Regions from separate parts of the Mus musculus genome. Here region 2 is linked to region 1. The links are chromatin contacts, called in public Micro-C maps. All regions are on one chromosome and are shown on one strand. Each heading gives the region's core, a stretch centred on a gene start, on an enhancer-like site or on the middle of the called end of the contact. The rest is flanking DNA. Distances are from core to core; before and after follow the strand shown. Region 1 has its middle 12 kb from the start of Gm49894. Region 2 has its middle 20 kb from the start of A730049N16Rik.

Region 1 (7,341 bases), core at 1,718-4,217:
TCCACCTCACTCTGCCCCCAACTGAGGCCAGAGGAGATAGGCCAGTGGCAAGTCTCTTGATTCACTGTCTCGGAGATGCTTCTCAGACCCACATCAGCCCCACTGTTTAGTTTTGTTGGTCACGCTGATTAGTTTCCTAGTCAAACTCTTGGCTGAGGTCTTGTCTCTGTTCTGAAACATAGCTTGGTCTGGTCAGACAGCAGAACACTCGTCAGGTTCCCACTCCTGAGGAGAGTGAGCTTGCTCGTGTCATGCATACAACTTTCTTTTTCCCCACAGGACAAATGTATGTGGGATTCTAAAGAAAATCTATTACATGAACACGTTGGCATGAATTTGAAAATCACCATCTTCGTTTTTTACAAATGAACTACTAATGCCCTTTAAAAAATTATTTAACCTCACCCTCTAAGGGAATGTATAGCTTCTATACTTAAGAAAGTAAACATTAGCAGGGCAGTGGTGGTTCATGCCTTTAATCCCAGCACTTGGGAGACAGAGACAGGTGGATTTCTGAGTTCGAGGCCAGCCTGGTCTACAGAGTGAGTTCCAGGACAGCCAGGACTACACAAAGAAACCCTGTCTGGAAAAAAAAAAAAAAAGAAAAGAAAGTAAACATTAATCAGATTTGTATGTACACACATGTTTTTTTCTTATGGGACTTATACGAGCCTAGAAAATTAAACAGTAAAATAAAGTATAATAAAGACAAATGTTAAGACTGTAATGACTGAAAGCTACTTTAAATACTAAACAATTACAACAGGCTTAGTTCATAGGTGCATCGGCTATGAACACATCTCAAGGCTCTCAGCTTGACCACATCTGCAATTAACTAAAGCCCCAGATCCTAGGTTCACCTGTGAGGGATTTTTCTTGACCGGATTATTTGAAGTGGGAAGAGTCACCCTAAATCCAGATCTTTTGAGGTGGAACAATCTACCTTAAATTTGGGGCACACCTTCTGGTGGCTCTCTATATAAAAGACATGGAAGAAGGATGCTTGCAGTCTGCCTGCTCACCCTCACTCAGACTGGCAAAGTCCATTCCTTTCGCTAGAATTAGAGCTTCCTTCTTCAGGATTCTGGTGTGTGCAGCAGACCAGCGGAGACATCCAGCCTTGTGGATTGAGCTTCTGGATTCGGTGCTTGTTGAATTAAAATATTATAAGACACCCACGGTGGACAGTAGCTGAGGGATAACAGCTGGTATGTTGTCCTCCGGTCTTCACACTCTTGTGCACACACCTACCCTGTAGTTTTATTCTACTGGTTAATTGGAGCAAGGTCTCTTGTTCTCAAGTGAGCCCCAAACTTTTGGACTCCTAGGCTCTGATTCCTCCTGTCTTAGCTTCCCCAGTAGATGGGACTACAAGCCCCCATCACTACATAGGGTTTCCTCCAGCTTGTTGTTATTTATCTATTTATTTTGATGGGGTCTTATTCTGTAGCCCTAGGTGACCTGGAGCTCATGGGTAGACCATGGTTTCTTGGAACTCGCAGGGTTGAGGTTAAAGGCAAGCGCCACTGTGGCTGGCTTTCTTGGAGCTTTAAAGAAAGAAAAATACACAGAAAGCAAATATCAGAAATTCAAATGATTTCAGACATCTCGGGAAATTTTGGAAATTTGAAGAGGGGCTTATGATTTTTGTTCATTTGGATTTTCCAGAGAGTGTTTCACTCGTCACCAGAGCCTGGCCTCAGGACTGAAGTCCTGGACTGGGATTCCAGTCTGTCCACCACACTTAGATCACATAATACCAATACCTAACTGAGTATCGATTTAATACTGAACACTATTCTGTAGTTACAGCTCTGACTGCCAGATATCCTAGAGTAGATGACATCTACTACTACAGCCAGTGCTGTCTACCCTGCCACTCAGCACAGGGCCTGAAATGGTTAATCTGTGAGATGCACCACTGTCCCCCTCCCCTCTGGAGGGACACAAAGACTCTTTAGGCATTAACAATCATTTGAAGTGTAAAGACAAAGGCATTAACAATCATTTGAAGTGTAAAGTGTGAAGGCTTAAAGACCCTGTTGTTAAATCTCACCTTTGAAATTCAAGCATGCCAGGAGATGGGGTTTCAGGTCCTTTCAGAACTCTGGCTAATCAGGAACTCTTCTAGACCTGTTTGTTTTAACCTGGTACCATTAGAACTGTCCAAGAACCCTCTGTGTAAAGGCAAGGAATTGTTCACACCCTGGCAGAGTTTTTTTTTCCCCCTTACAGTTTAGAAGCCAGCCATCATCAGTTAGGTGTGAAAGCTGAAGTGAGGCTGCTGAACCCCTGTTGGAGGATGGGTTCCGTCCAAACACAGGGAGGAAGTCTAGGAACCACACAAGGGACCCCAGCTCAAGAATGGAGATCTAGAACAGTGCAGAAGGGAACAACTTAAATGTGGGTGCTCAAAAGCTGCAGCCTCATGGCAGGAGAGCTAGCACCAGTCATACAGTTTTAGGTGTGCCCCTCGTGCTTGCAGTAGTATGCTAAACATCTCAGTTAAAACAGCGAGTAAACAATAACCGTGAACAATGAATCCTGACCAGAAAAAATAACAACACACAGGTGTCTGTATTTTAGCTCTAGCCTAAGGGACTAAGCTTACTCTCAAGTCAAATATGAATGATCAGAACTCGAGGACACGGATTCAGATGACAGCCAACGCTAAGTCACAACTGTGTAACAATTCTCTGGGGGTTTTTACAATTACAGACCAAAAGAGAGCAACAAATCAAGACACTTTGGGAAGGTATTGATGGAAATGTTACCAGGTCCGAGGGTTACCATACAGCAGAAAAACCTCCTTGGAGGTTTCATGTAGGGTCTGCTGACAGTCTTAGCCTTGAGCTGGGGATCCTGTGAAAGGCACAAAGTTTAGATCAACAAGTGGCTACGGAGGAGCTAAAGACAGTTCAAGGTCACTTGGCCATCATCACGGGGTTTTGGATCAGCTGACCAGCTTTGCGGAATCTTTAACACAAGCCTGTCCCACAGTCCTTGCCTCAAGAGGAACAGGAATGTCCATGCCTGAGAGGCAAGGGAAGGCTCTCCACAGGAAGGAAATAACAGTCTGTCTGTCTGTCTGTCTGAATAACTGAGTAAAATAAACTAAGTACGCTTGTTCTTAGAGGGACTGAGATGAACACCTAAGTTAGCAACTAAAATAACTGAAATTCAAGAAGCCATACTCATTCTAGCCAAAGGAGATGGTCTCCAATTTCTGTTAACTATTTTACTCCGGTAAGGATCATAAATCTCTCCATTTAGTGTGTCTGTTTCTCCACTTCTCTCCAGTTTGCTCTGTGGGACAGCAAAGTAAAACTGAACCCTGCCTATTTTATTTTGGCATAATAGGGTTTGAACTACAATTATGTAAAGCAAAACAAACAAACAAACAAACTTAACAAACTACTTTTCCTGTTTTTATTTATTGTTTGGTGGAGGAGTGGTTGGGGGAGCAGTAGCACATAGTAGGACCAACATATTTCAGCACATTATCATGAATGTTTACAAAACCTATATGGTTTTTTGTTGTTGTTGTTGTTTTGTTTTGTTTTGTTTTTCTCTTTTAAAAAAACTGGGTCCAAATGGCTCCAAAGAGTTGTGCCCGCGTGCGTGTAGCAAGGGATAGTGAATTCTATCAACAGAAACAGTTGCTGTTTGTTGTGCAAGATAAGAGAAAGTGAAAGTGCGACTATTTGCACGGGGGGGGGGGGTGGGGGGTTGGGGGGGGGGTTGGGGGGTTGGGGGGGGGTTGGGGGGGGGCGGGGTAACAACTGTGGCTTGCTAGATTCTGGCCCCGAATGGAAAAGGTTAAGAAACCACTGCATAAAGGCGGAGGCAGCCAAACAAAACAAAACACCAAAACATCCTCAACTGTTCCCATGGCCTGTCTACCTCCTTGCTGGCAGCCAGGAAGTATGCGTTCTCAAAGCAGTGGTCGGAAAGCCTGGGCTAAGACACCCGACCACACCAAGTGAGGTCTTTTGCTGGGAGCTGTGGCCACTTGTGGAATCTTTTCATTTCCGAGTACAGGGGTGACCTGCCTGCTCTCAGCAGCGCCCCCTCTTAAACGATCACGGTTAGCGCTGTTTGGACTGAGAGGTCTGGACATTTTCAAGTGGTTTCATTAAAAAGTTCCTGGAGGATAAGCCAAATAATTGCAGAAGAATGGGCTTGCAGTGGAAATAACCGAGACAGTCCTAAAGGCCCAAGTGTATTCTGTTTCTTCGGGACAAAGGAACCGATCTAGGATGGTGGAGGCTCATGCTCGCAGCTGGAGTGTCTCCCCCACGAATATAATCTATTTTCTGTTGTCAATAACACAATATCACCAAACGATCAAATTCTAAAGAAAAGGAGTTGATTTTGGCTCACGATGTCTTTCTTGCTGAGAAATCATCACAAGGCCTCATATGGCAAAAGACAGGGAGCATGTGCTTGTGTGCATGTATGCATGTCTCTATGACACCCCTCCCCTTTTGTATAAAGCTGTATGAATCCTATCATGGAGCCTTGCCTGAACCTAATCACTTTTCAAAGCAGGAACTTTTTAGAGAGGTGGGCTATTTCTATGCTCTTTGTCCCCTAAAGGCTTATAGGTTGGTCACCAATAGTGCTCTTGGGAATGGATGAAGCTTTAGGCTCTGGGGTTGGTGGAAGGGAGGTATATCACTGGAGCCTTTCGTGGAAGAGGTTATTGAAACCCCTGAGCCTGAGTCACCAACACACCTCCATACTTCATGCCTGCTGTGAGGCTATTATTTCATGGCCCCAGGATTGCCTGTGGGGCCACAGACCTGAAGTAATAGAGACAAGTGACCATGGCAGAAACTGTAAAACTGTCAGCCCAAATGCATGCATGCTCCCATGTCTGAGCTCTCTAGGGAGCTGCCACAGTAACAGACGCTCACCACATTCAGTAGCAGTCCCATTGTCTGGAGCTCCACTCTGCCACTATCTGAGGAGGTATCCAAACCATATCCAGACCATGGCACCAGGTATTCTATGTGATTCCTATGTTATTATTCCATTTCATGAGTTAGTTAAATCTGGAAAGCCGCTCTCCCCAACACCACTTACTCAGAGGCAGAACTCAGACCAGTTCTCACAGACCAAGGCTTATACTCCAAATACCACACTGATTTTGTAACTTGTACAAATATCTTCCAAGTGTAGTCATAGAAAGAAGACAATTACAATTGCAAAAACTTCAGATCCAGAAGTACAATGGCTGTGTGAAAGTTCACTTGTCATGGAACAAGGTTGGACCACACACTGGACGAGAATGAGCAGAAAAATCATATATGGCGAACTTGAAGACAAATCTGAATCATATCCACTTGTGCTAGAGTTTTACAAAGAGCCAAAGCTTTATATAAACCAAACAGATGTATTTCTGGTTGCTTATAATTGAGACAAGTAAAAGAACCAAGGTCTCAGCCTTTCTTCCTCCTCTTCTTCTTCTTCCTCCTCCTCCTCCTCTTCCAGGCACAAATGGTAGCCTGGCGTGGCAGCACATGTCTGTAATTATATCACTTGGAAAGCAGAGAGAGAAAAAAACCCTCAGGATTGCCAAGTCATTCACAGCTATACATTATGTTTGTGCTAGCCTTGGCTACATATAACCCTATCTCAAAACAAAGGTTTGCAGATGGTATGCGGATCTAGAGGGAACCCCCGTCTTAGTTAGGGTTTTATTGTTGTGAAAAAACACCATGACCAAGACAACTCTTATAAAGGACAACATTTAATTGGGGCTGGCTTACAGATTCAGAGATTCAGTCCATTATCATCAAGACAGCAGCATGGTAGCATCCAGGCAGGCATGGTGCAGGAGGAGCTGAGAGTTCTACATCTTCATTTGAAGGCTGCTAGCAGAATACTGATTTCCAGGCAGCTAAGATGAGGGTCTTAAAGCCCACACCCATGGTGACATACCTACTCCAATAAGGCCACACCTCCAAATAGTGCCACTCCCTGGGACAAGCATATTCAAACCATGACACCACCTGCCCCCCAAATAAAACCTACTAAGAATAGTAGTTATCTCACAGCGTGGACAAGTAAGCTAGCCATGGATACCGGAGACATTCATCAACATACAGCCTAGTTGCAGGTTACCTATGACCAAAGTTTCAACTGGGTTCTGGACATTTTTAATGTAGTATCCGAAGGTCCCATTATCTCATAGCTTCCAGAAGTTTGGCGGACATGATTAATTATGGAGTCTCTAAAACAAATTGTCTCTTGTTTTTTCATTTCTCTTTTCGAAGAGCCACATTATATCTATCAGTGGGTACTCAGACCTTCATCTTGTTCACTCCAGTACCTACTGATCCAGAGCACTTCCTGTTGGTGAGGAGATTGTAGCAAGAACAGCATAGCCAAAGAATTCCTGGATTTAGGAGAATGGTGCTCATATGCTCTGTTCAATTACGTGTCAATACGCTAACAGTGAACCGTGATCAGGCTCACCAAATGCTCGCCTTCTGTCTTTGACATTCTGTCAATGATACATTATGGCAATTATATTTAATTCCAAGGTTACATTTCTTTATATTTTTTGAAATAAGAATGATATAAAGTGAGCCAGGCGTGGTGGCGCACGCCTTTAATCTCAGCACTTGGGAGGTAGAGGAAGGCGGATTTCTGAGTTCGAGGCCAGCCTGGTCTAAGAGTGTGTTCCAAGACAGCCAAGGCTATACAGAGAAACCCTGTTTCAAAAAACCAAAAAAAAAAAAAAAAAAAAAAAAACCAAAAACCCAACCAACCAACCAACCAAACAAACCAAAACAAAACAAAAGAATGATATAAATTGGGCAGGGAATAGGGAATCAAACATATATATATATTTGTTGGTGTTTCAAGACAGGGTTTCTCTGTGTAACCCTGGCTGGCCTCGAACTTGCTCTGTAGAGCAGGCTGGTCTTGAACTCAGGGATCCTCCTGCCTCTGCCTCCCTCATTCTGAGGCTAAAGGCATGTTGCCATCCTGCCCAGCTGCAAATTGGAGTTACAGTCAGTTGTGAGCTGCTGGGGATTAAACCTGTGACCTCCAGAAAAGCAGCCAGTGCTCTGAACACTGAGCCATCTCTCTCTGGTCTCAAAATAAATTTCGACCAAAGCATTTAAAGAAGATCATTCGAGCAGCAGAGCTTGTGAGGGAGAGAAGTAGAACGCGAATCTAAGAATCTAAGACTTATACTAAAGAGCGGGGGAAGGCCAGCAGGATCTCTAAGCACAGCTGACCAACCTCACAGCTGTTTTTGGCCCCAAACTGCATAGACTTTGGTATTGTGGGGACTTTCCTGGGTCACTTGTGAAGAAAGCTAGT
Region 2 (7,341 bases), core at 1,853-4,352, 99 kb before region 1:
GCACTTGCTAAAAAGCATGAGCACTTCTCTTAGATTGCCAGGTAATGGACAGTAGGATGAAATCTTGGAGCACTGCCTTTATTTTGTGTCCCGACATTGTTGAAGGTGCAGAGATAAGCCACTATCCTTAACCTCTCTCTTCAGTCGCTTTGAATTCTGGGAAGATCAAAACATCCCAGGGCCTACATCCTCACCTCCAAATGGGGACAGTTTTCTGAGTTTTGGGATGCACCTTAGTAACAAATTACCAGCTTAACAGCTTTACCAAAACACTGGCAGCACAGGTCACTCAGCTCAACGCTGGGTGGCACCACACACAGACCACAATACTTAACTGTGCACACCAACTGTGCTATGTTTAAACATAGAGCTCTTGGGTTTATCTGTTTCTTCCCCAGTGCAGCCACATTGGATAAATCTCTCTCTGCAGTTTTTTTTCCCTTCCTGCTTTCTTTTTATTAGATATTTCCTTCATTTACATTTCAAATGCTATCCCCTTTTGTACTTGTCTGTTTTTAACTGGTGTGTTGGGAAGTGGGGAATAAACCTACCCTGTTAAAGCTGCCATTACTCTGGCTTTTGCTTTGAAAACTCTGACAACAAATCTATCTTGAGTTCCTACACAGTTCTATTATTATTAATTATTATTATTATTAATTGATTATTTTATTTATTTACATTTCAAATGTTGTCCCCCTTCCTGGTCTCACCTCCACAAGCCTCTTAACCCATTCCCCTCCCTTTTGCCTCTAAGAGGGTGCTCCCCCATCCACCTACCCACTCCCAATTTACCCCTCTAGCATTCCCCTATACTGGGACATCATGACTCCACAGGACCAAGGGCCTCCCCTCCCACTGAAGCCAGCCAGATAAGAGCATCCAATGCTACATGTGTAGCTGGAGCCATGGGTCCCCCTATGTGTACTTTTTGGTTGGTAGCTTAGACCCTGGGAGCTCTGAGGGGTCTGGTTAGTTGATATTGTTCTTCCTATGGGGTTGCAATTCCCTTCAGCTCCTTCAGTTCTTCCTCTAACTCTTCCATTGGGGTCCCCGGGATCAGTCCGATGATTGGCTGTATCTGCATCTGTTTTAGAGATGCGGAACCTCTCAGGGGACAGCCATACCAGGCTCCTGTCAGCAAGTGCTTGTCGGCATCAGCAATAGTGTCAGGTTTTGGTGTCTGCAGATAGGATGGATCCCAAGGTAGGAGGTCTCTGGATGGCCTTTCCTTCAGACTCTGCTCCATTTCTTGTCCCTGAACACAGCTCTTTTCCTTTTCACCCGACTCTGTGCAGTACCTTGAACTTTTCTAAGCTTGTAGGTTTCCTTGAACAAATCCCTTAGTAGTATGAATGACACACTTTTACCCCTAGAGGGAGTTTGACACATTTCCTTCTACTCCACAGTCCTGTTGTTGTTGTTGTTGTTGTTGTTGTTGTTGTTGTTTAATGAATCAAGAGCAAAAGGCAATATTTAAATCTAAATCTAGATCTTTAACCAAGAGATATATCTTCTAAAAAGGCAGGTGTAGCTTTGTGGGAAGAAATATAAATAGAACTGGACCCTTCTTTCTTCCTTTGCGTGGGAACAACCTTTTGGTGGCTCCCAGTCTTCTACGACTAGTAGAAGACCTTGCCTAGTATTACACACCCTGGGAAGGCAAGTAAGAGAGAAGGAGACATCTTAAAGGACACAAATCAAAGGCAGAAAGGCCTTCTCCTATTATAGAACAAAAGGTTTGTCCTGCTTCAGAGAGAGACCACCGGGTGGGGTTGGCATTGCTATCTAGCTAGTATTAAAAGAGATCGTCTACACAGCTTCCTCTTCATTAGTCCTTGGGACTCCTCTGGATCTATTTGAGTAATGACAACATCCTGATGCCAGTACCGTACTGGACTGACTGACAGAAAATGGGATTGGTATAATAATCCTCTTTCTCTGAAATAATGAGAACAAAGAGGGTAAACAAATGTCCGTTTGCTTATGGTCACAAATCCAATCAGCTGTGAATGAATGTCAACACAGTCATTTATAATAGTTTAATGATCACAGTAATTCAACATGAACTCTCATTTTCAACCTTTAATTCATAAAATAAAAAGTTTGAGCCAAATCATGATCTCAAGCTACTTCAGAAAGAAAAATCACTTTGCAGAAATAATAGAGGGTGTTTGCTATGTGTCTGTTATGTGCGCTTTCTGTTGCTTTATGTTGGATTTGTTTTATTTTCTAAAACAACAGCAGGATGTGAACTCTATTGAGCAACTCAGAATGATAATTCTTGGGCCGGGGGCTATGCTCAGTGGTTGGGTCCTTACCTAGCACGGCCAGAGCCTCTGGGATGTGAGGTAGAGAAGAAAGAATTCTCCGTGGAAGTCTTACCAGTAGGTTACAAGGAGATTATGAAATCTGTGTCTAAAGAGAATTATTTGTAATTTTCTTGATGCCATACATCACCCACCTCTAGGCAGAGACCAAACCACAGTACCTTTATATAAGTTATCAATATCTTTACCAACTGTTACAAAGCAGGCTCATTTTTCACTTAGGACCAACATTTTTAAAATTGCTAATTTCACCCTAAGCCTATGAGTTTGGATTTAGGAATTAAATGTGTGTAGGCACCATTACACACATAAACCACTCTCTCCCCACATTCATGTGAGCCTCACGTTTCATATTCCTTGCTGTTTATGGCTCTGTCTTCCACTGCTTGGGGATGATGATGAGAAAGAAAGCTTAGTGGGGGGTAGGAGGAAGACGGCCGAAGAAGAAATGCAAAAGGACTTGAGGAGACCCAAACGACAGAAACATATGGTAGGGCAATTGTGTAATAATTCTGAGGGTCTGTTACTCACTTCAAGCCAAACTTTAATTGACTTTGGTCCCATAAAACATCCCCATGCAGAAAACATCGGCAGGCTGAGGGTGCCTCCAATTTTACGATTCTGAAACCAACCAAAGTGAAGATTATCTCTATACTTGAATTTTACCTCAAAATATAGAGACCATACATTTAAAATAGATATATGGCCTAAGCAGAATACTGAAGTCACTGACACCAGCTTTGCTTACTCATGCTTACTCATGCTTACTCATGGGAACAGAGGTCCCATGCTCTGGAGAATGAAATATCTCAGAACTCTCATTGCAGAGACTTTAAAATGAGTAGAGACGTTATTCTTAAGTGGTTTAAACAAAGCAGAATGGTGTGAATACAGTGAGTGGGCTGGAAGTCTACTGACCCAGTGGGTCCACAACTGATCTCTTACAAGGGAAAGGTTACAGGTGTGTTAGCTAACTCACTCCAGAGACTGAAGGGAGGGGAAGTAGGAAAAGATTTTGGGCACTTGGATGAATTTAAAATAACTAAAGCAAAGTCAGTTTTCCCCCCCCAAAGAATTTCTGCTGAGTTGTGTGTGGCACTACACAGCAAAAGGGAGAGTGAAATTTTCTGTAACCTTATGCTGTTTACAAGCAAAGCCTCTTTGGGGAAAGATATGACTCAAACACAAAGCGATTTAAACTGACATGGTACTCGAAATGTTGAGTGTTCAGCCAGGCAGATGCCATCAAAAAATCAGAGGTGTCCTGTACAACCATCTTTTTTCTGGTTAGGATCCCCTTGGTGGGTAGGCACTGAGTAAGACACCTGAGGAAACCACAGAAACCACAGCTATGCCTTTGGAGCTGTCTCCCCCTGGTGGTTAAAATGCTCCTATCAATCAACATCCTTAAAGCTATAGCTTGGCTCTTCCACCAAATCAGAAATAAAGGTCCCAGGGCACTTTCCAAAATGACTGCACATGTCCACCAGCAAAGAAACATCCTGAGAAGCAAAAGAAGAAGAAGAAGAAGAAGAAGAAGAAGGGGGAGGGGGAGGAAGAGGAGGAGGAGGAGGAGGAGAAGGAGAAGGAGAAGGAGAAGGAGAAGGAGAAGGAGAAGGAGAAGGAGAAGGAGAAGGAGAAGGAGAAGGAGAAGGAGAAGAAGAAGAAGAAGAAGAAGAAGAAGAAGAAGAAGAAGAAGAAGAAAAGCAAACCACAGAGACATCCCAACTCCAGAGCATGCGCAGTACAGTGGACTAAAACAAAGATGATACCCAAGGGGAGAGACTTAACAATGAGGAAAACTGTCTTAGTGAGGGTTTTACTGCTGTGAACAGACACCATGACCAAGACAACTCTTATAAGAACAACATTTAATTGGGACTGGCTTACAGGTTCAGAGGTTCAGCCCATTATCATTGAGGTGGGAGTATAGCAGTGTCCAAGCAAGCATAGTGAGGGAGGAGCTGAGAGTTCTACAACTTCATCTGAAGGCTGATAGAAGACTGACTTCCAGGCAGCTAGAATGAGGGTCTTATACCCGGCCCCCACAATGACACACTTGCTTCAACAAGGCCATACCTAATCCAACAAGGCCACACCCCCTAATAGGGCCATTCCCTGGGCCAAGCATATTCAAAACCACCACATGAACCAAGCTTAAAAATGCAAAACTGTAAAATTCCCCAACCCAGAACTCCTTGGTTATTCTCACACCTTGAACTATGCCACCCTGAACCTTTGGGTACATGGGGATTGGTTTGCTTTACTGAGTCAACTTTTGCTTAACCTATTTCTCAGCTCCATTCTTTCCTTTAAGGAGAACTAAGGAATACATTCCATCATATAAGAGTAGGAAGATTTTTAAAAAATAAAAGAGTAGGAAGATAAATTAGTACTACCACATTGGAAACACCTTCAGCAGGGTCCTTCAAATTAAATATATATATATATACTATGATCCTGTAATTCTATCCCTGAATACCTACCCAGGGGAAGTGTCATATACCTAGCCAAATATGTGTATAAGAATGCTTATTAGGATCTATACTTATAATAAGCAAGGTTAGTGTACCCTAATATTCAGTGTTTGAGTAAGTAACAAGTGTTATATTCATACAATATGATATGCAGCAAATAAAAACAACATATTACCTCAGGTTTCAAGGCCATGATTAAATCTCTTACTGAGTGGGAAAGAGTATACACATTCATATACTTTCATATGAATTACAAAATGAGTAAGGCTGGTCTATGATTATACAAGTCCTGCCACTATTTTGTCTGGAGGAAGCTATAAAAAACAATCTTTCTAGAGTAGTGGATATGTAGGCTATACATATAAATAAAACGGCATCAAGCTGCCCAATTTGGTGGTGCCTCAGCAAAAACCATGAAACACAGAGGATCGTTTACTTTTAGAAATAGAAAATAACATAACAGTGTTTGCCAGCATGGATTCCACACATGAGGAGACAAGTGGGAAAGTTAATAAAGCTTGCTAATATTGTGCAACTAAAGAGTCCAATGTTAAATTCACTGGGAGCTTACCCTTTGCTGGAACTCTACTTAAGCCATACATGGGTTCAACAGAAGAGTCATCCTAGTTTTCTCTCTGAGGCTGTGATAAAGCAATGACCAAATCAGCTTGGAAGAGAAAATGAGTCCTTTGGCTTAGGAGTTACACTGGAGTCAGGAGCTGAAGCAGAGACCACAGAGGAGTATTGCTTACTGGCATGCTCTCCATGGATGATCAACTTGCCTTCATATATAACCAAAGACCACCTGCCCAGGGGGCCTACAGCCCACAGTGGGATGGGCCTTCCCACACTAGCCATTAACCAAGAAAATATCCCATAGGCATTCCCACAGGCCAATTTGATAGAATCAGTTCTTCAACTGACATCCTGTCTTCCCAACTGTCTCTAGTTCCTGTCTACTTGATAAAAAAACAAGCCTGTGTAGAACAGTATCCCTTTTTTATGAAGCACATGGTATCACCATGAAGATAATAATTAAACAAATAATCTAATAATAGAGATATTTTTCCATTAATGTTGTATATATGAATGGGGAGCCCAGGGTATTTTTTAGCAAGTAAGCCTGAAGTTGAAGACAGATCACTGGCTCTCAGAGTTCTGTGTTCTTGAATTTACCCATCCTACCATCTTCCAAAATCTGTAAACTCAGCCCTCTATGGAGTAATTTCTCAATATTTCAAAAACCAGCAGAATAAATGGAAGGGTGTCTCTGTGTCTCTTCTCCAGTACTTCCCCCCAAATATTCCGTTTCAGAAAGGAAGTCTGATAAAACTATTGCTCCTGAAATTTGACTTCTACACACTAGGTCTCTTTTATTTAGCTTTGTAAATTACAGAGCCTGGTAATAGTTTCTCTGCCTCCTTCCCTTCAGATATCTGCCTCCTGTGTCTATTTGATATGTATGTGGACCCAACGTAGCCAACATAGGAAACAGAGCCAACAGTAAATTCATCCTGAGATAACCAAGACATCTGCAATAAAATCAAAGCACACATCTGAGTTCTCAACCATTCTCTGAGTAACAAGCCACAGGTCAGTATTTGGCTGGCACAATTTGCTGTGCAGAAAGATTCCTCTTGGTTCCATGCAACAAAGCACAAATCACGAGTAGCCTCAACTTTCTTGGACAGAAGCACGGTAACACCACTCTTCAGGGTGGAGCGGTTTGAAGTAGATGCTGAGACAGGACTGGAGCAAGCATGATGGTTTGATTCAAGAACTCATCCTAGGAAAGCAGGAGAGACTAGAGAAGGAGAATGCTGGGTTGTATGCATCTGGCCTCCATCAGAAGACAACTAGGAGGCTGGGAGATATATTTCTGAGATGGTCCACCTGAGAGGTGGAGAACGCTGGTGTGTTTATGCCCCAGCTCCCATCAGCAGTGCCTGGGGCGCTGCTCTTGTGGCTTTAACTCTCTCCGATTTCCAGTATGTCCCTTACAGAGGCTGAGAACACAGCTATATGTAGCAAAAGCCCACAGGAAAAAGTCAACAGCCTTCGCAGCAGGACACCATCTGTGCAGAGGGAAGCGGCAAATTTGAGACCATATGGATGGATGGTAACACAAATAACTCAATTAGTGAAGCATTCACGTGAAAGCATGCAATGGAGTCATTCTTTGAACACAAGGGCCAGGTGTGTGGTCTTACTCAGTCCTGTGAAAATTCAGCTGAAGGAAGACATAGACTTCACTAGCAACTGCTTTCAACACTGGAGAGCCGGCTAGGGATATGCCATCCTTTTCTCCCCCCTTACTTAAACTGTGGACAACCTTCGGCCTAATTCTAATGCTTAAAAGAATTCTTGTTCTCTGCAAAAGTTACTCTTGTCCTTCATCTGCAGCAAAATGCTTCCTGTGCATCAAGGGATTCTTTCCCTGGCCAAAAGAAAGAAAGAAAAGAGAATAAAGTCCACATATATTATATTTGATATATTCTGAACGTACCGAAAAGGTAAAAAGAAGTGGAAACTGAAAG

Evidence for each region. Hi-C and Micro-C count contacts between places; a contact is called where the count stands out from the background.
Region 2: a Micro-C map of trophoblast stem cells shows a contact between it and region 1, with 2.8 times the contacts expected there. The contact joins two enhancer-like sites. A contact is called at or near these places in 5 of 484 Hi-C or Micro-C datasets (the 63-12 cell line, the BV-2 cell line, the Ba/F3 cell line and 2 more) and 3 of 115 datasets of contacts at active chromatin or transcription factors (the HPC-7 cell line, the SCID.adh cell line and embryonic stem cells).

Annotation. Positions count from the first base shown.
Region 1 is chr17:69,392,972-69,400,312 of GRCm38.p6, reverse strand. No RefSeq gene overlaps it. Among named protein-coding and RNA genes, the nearest start is that of Gm49894, 12 kb to the right of the region's middle. Within about 2 kb of position 2,967, at least 110 of the 459 cell types and tissues checked have an H3K27ac peak or open chromatin away from gene starts, as enhancers often do. A contact at or near this core is called in trophoblast stem cells, where this site is marked.
Region 2 is chr17:69,492,077-69,499,417 of GRCm38.p6, reverse strand. No RefSeq gene overlaps it. Among named protein-coding and RNA genes, the nearest start is that of A730049N16Rik, 20 kb to the right of the region's middle. Within about 2 kb of position 3,102, at least 15 of the 459 cell types and tissues checked have an H3K27ac peak or open chromatin away from gene starts, as enhancers often do. A contact at or near this core is called in trophoblast stem cells, where this site is marked.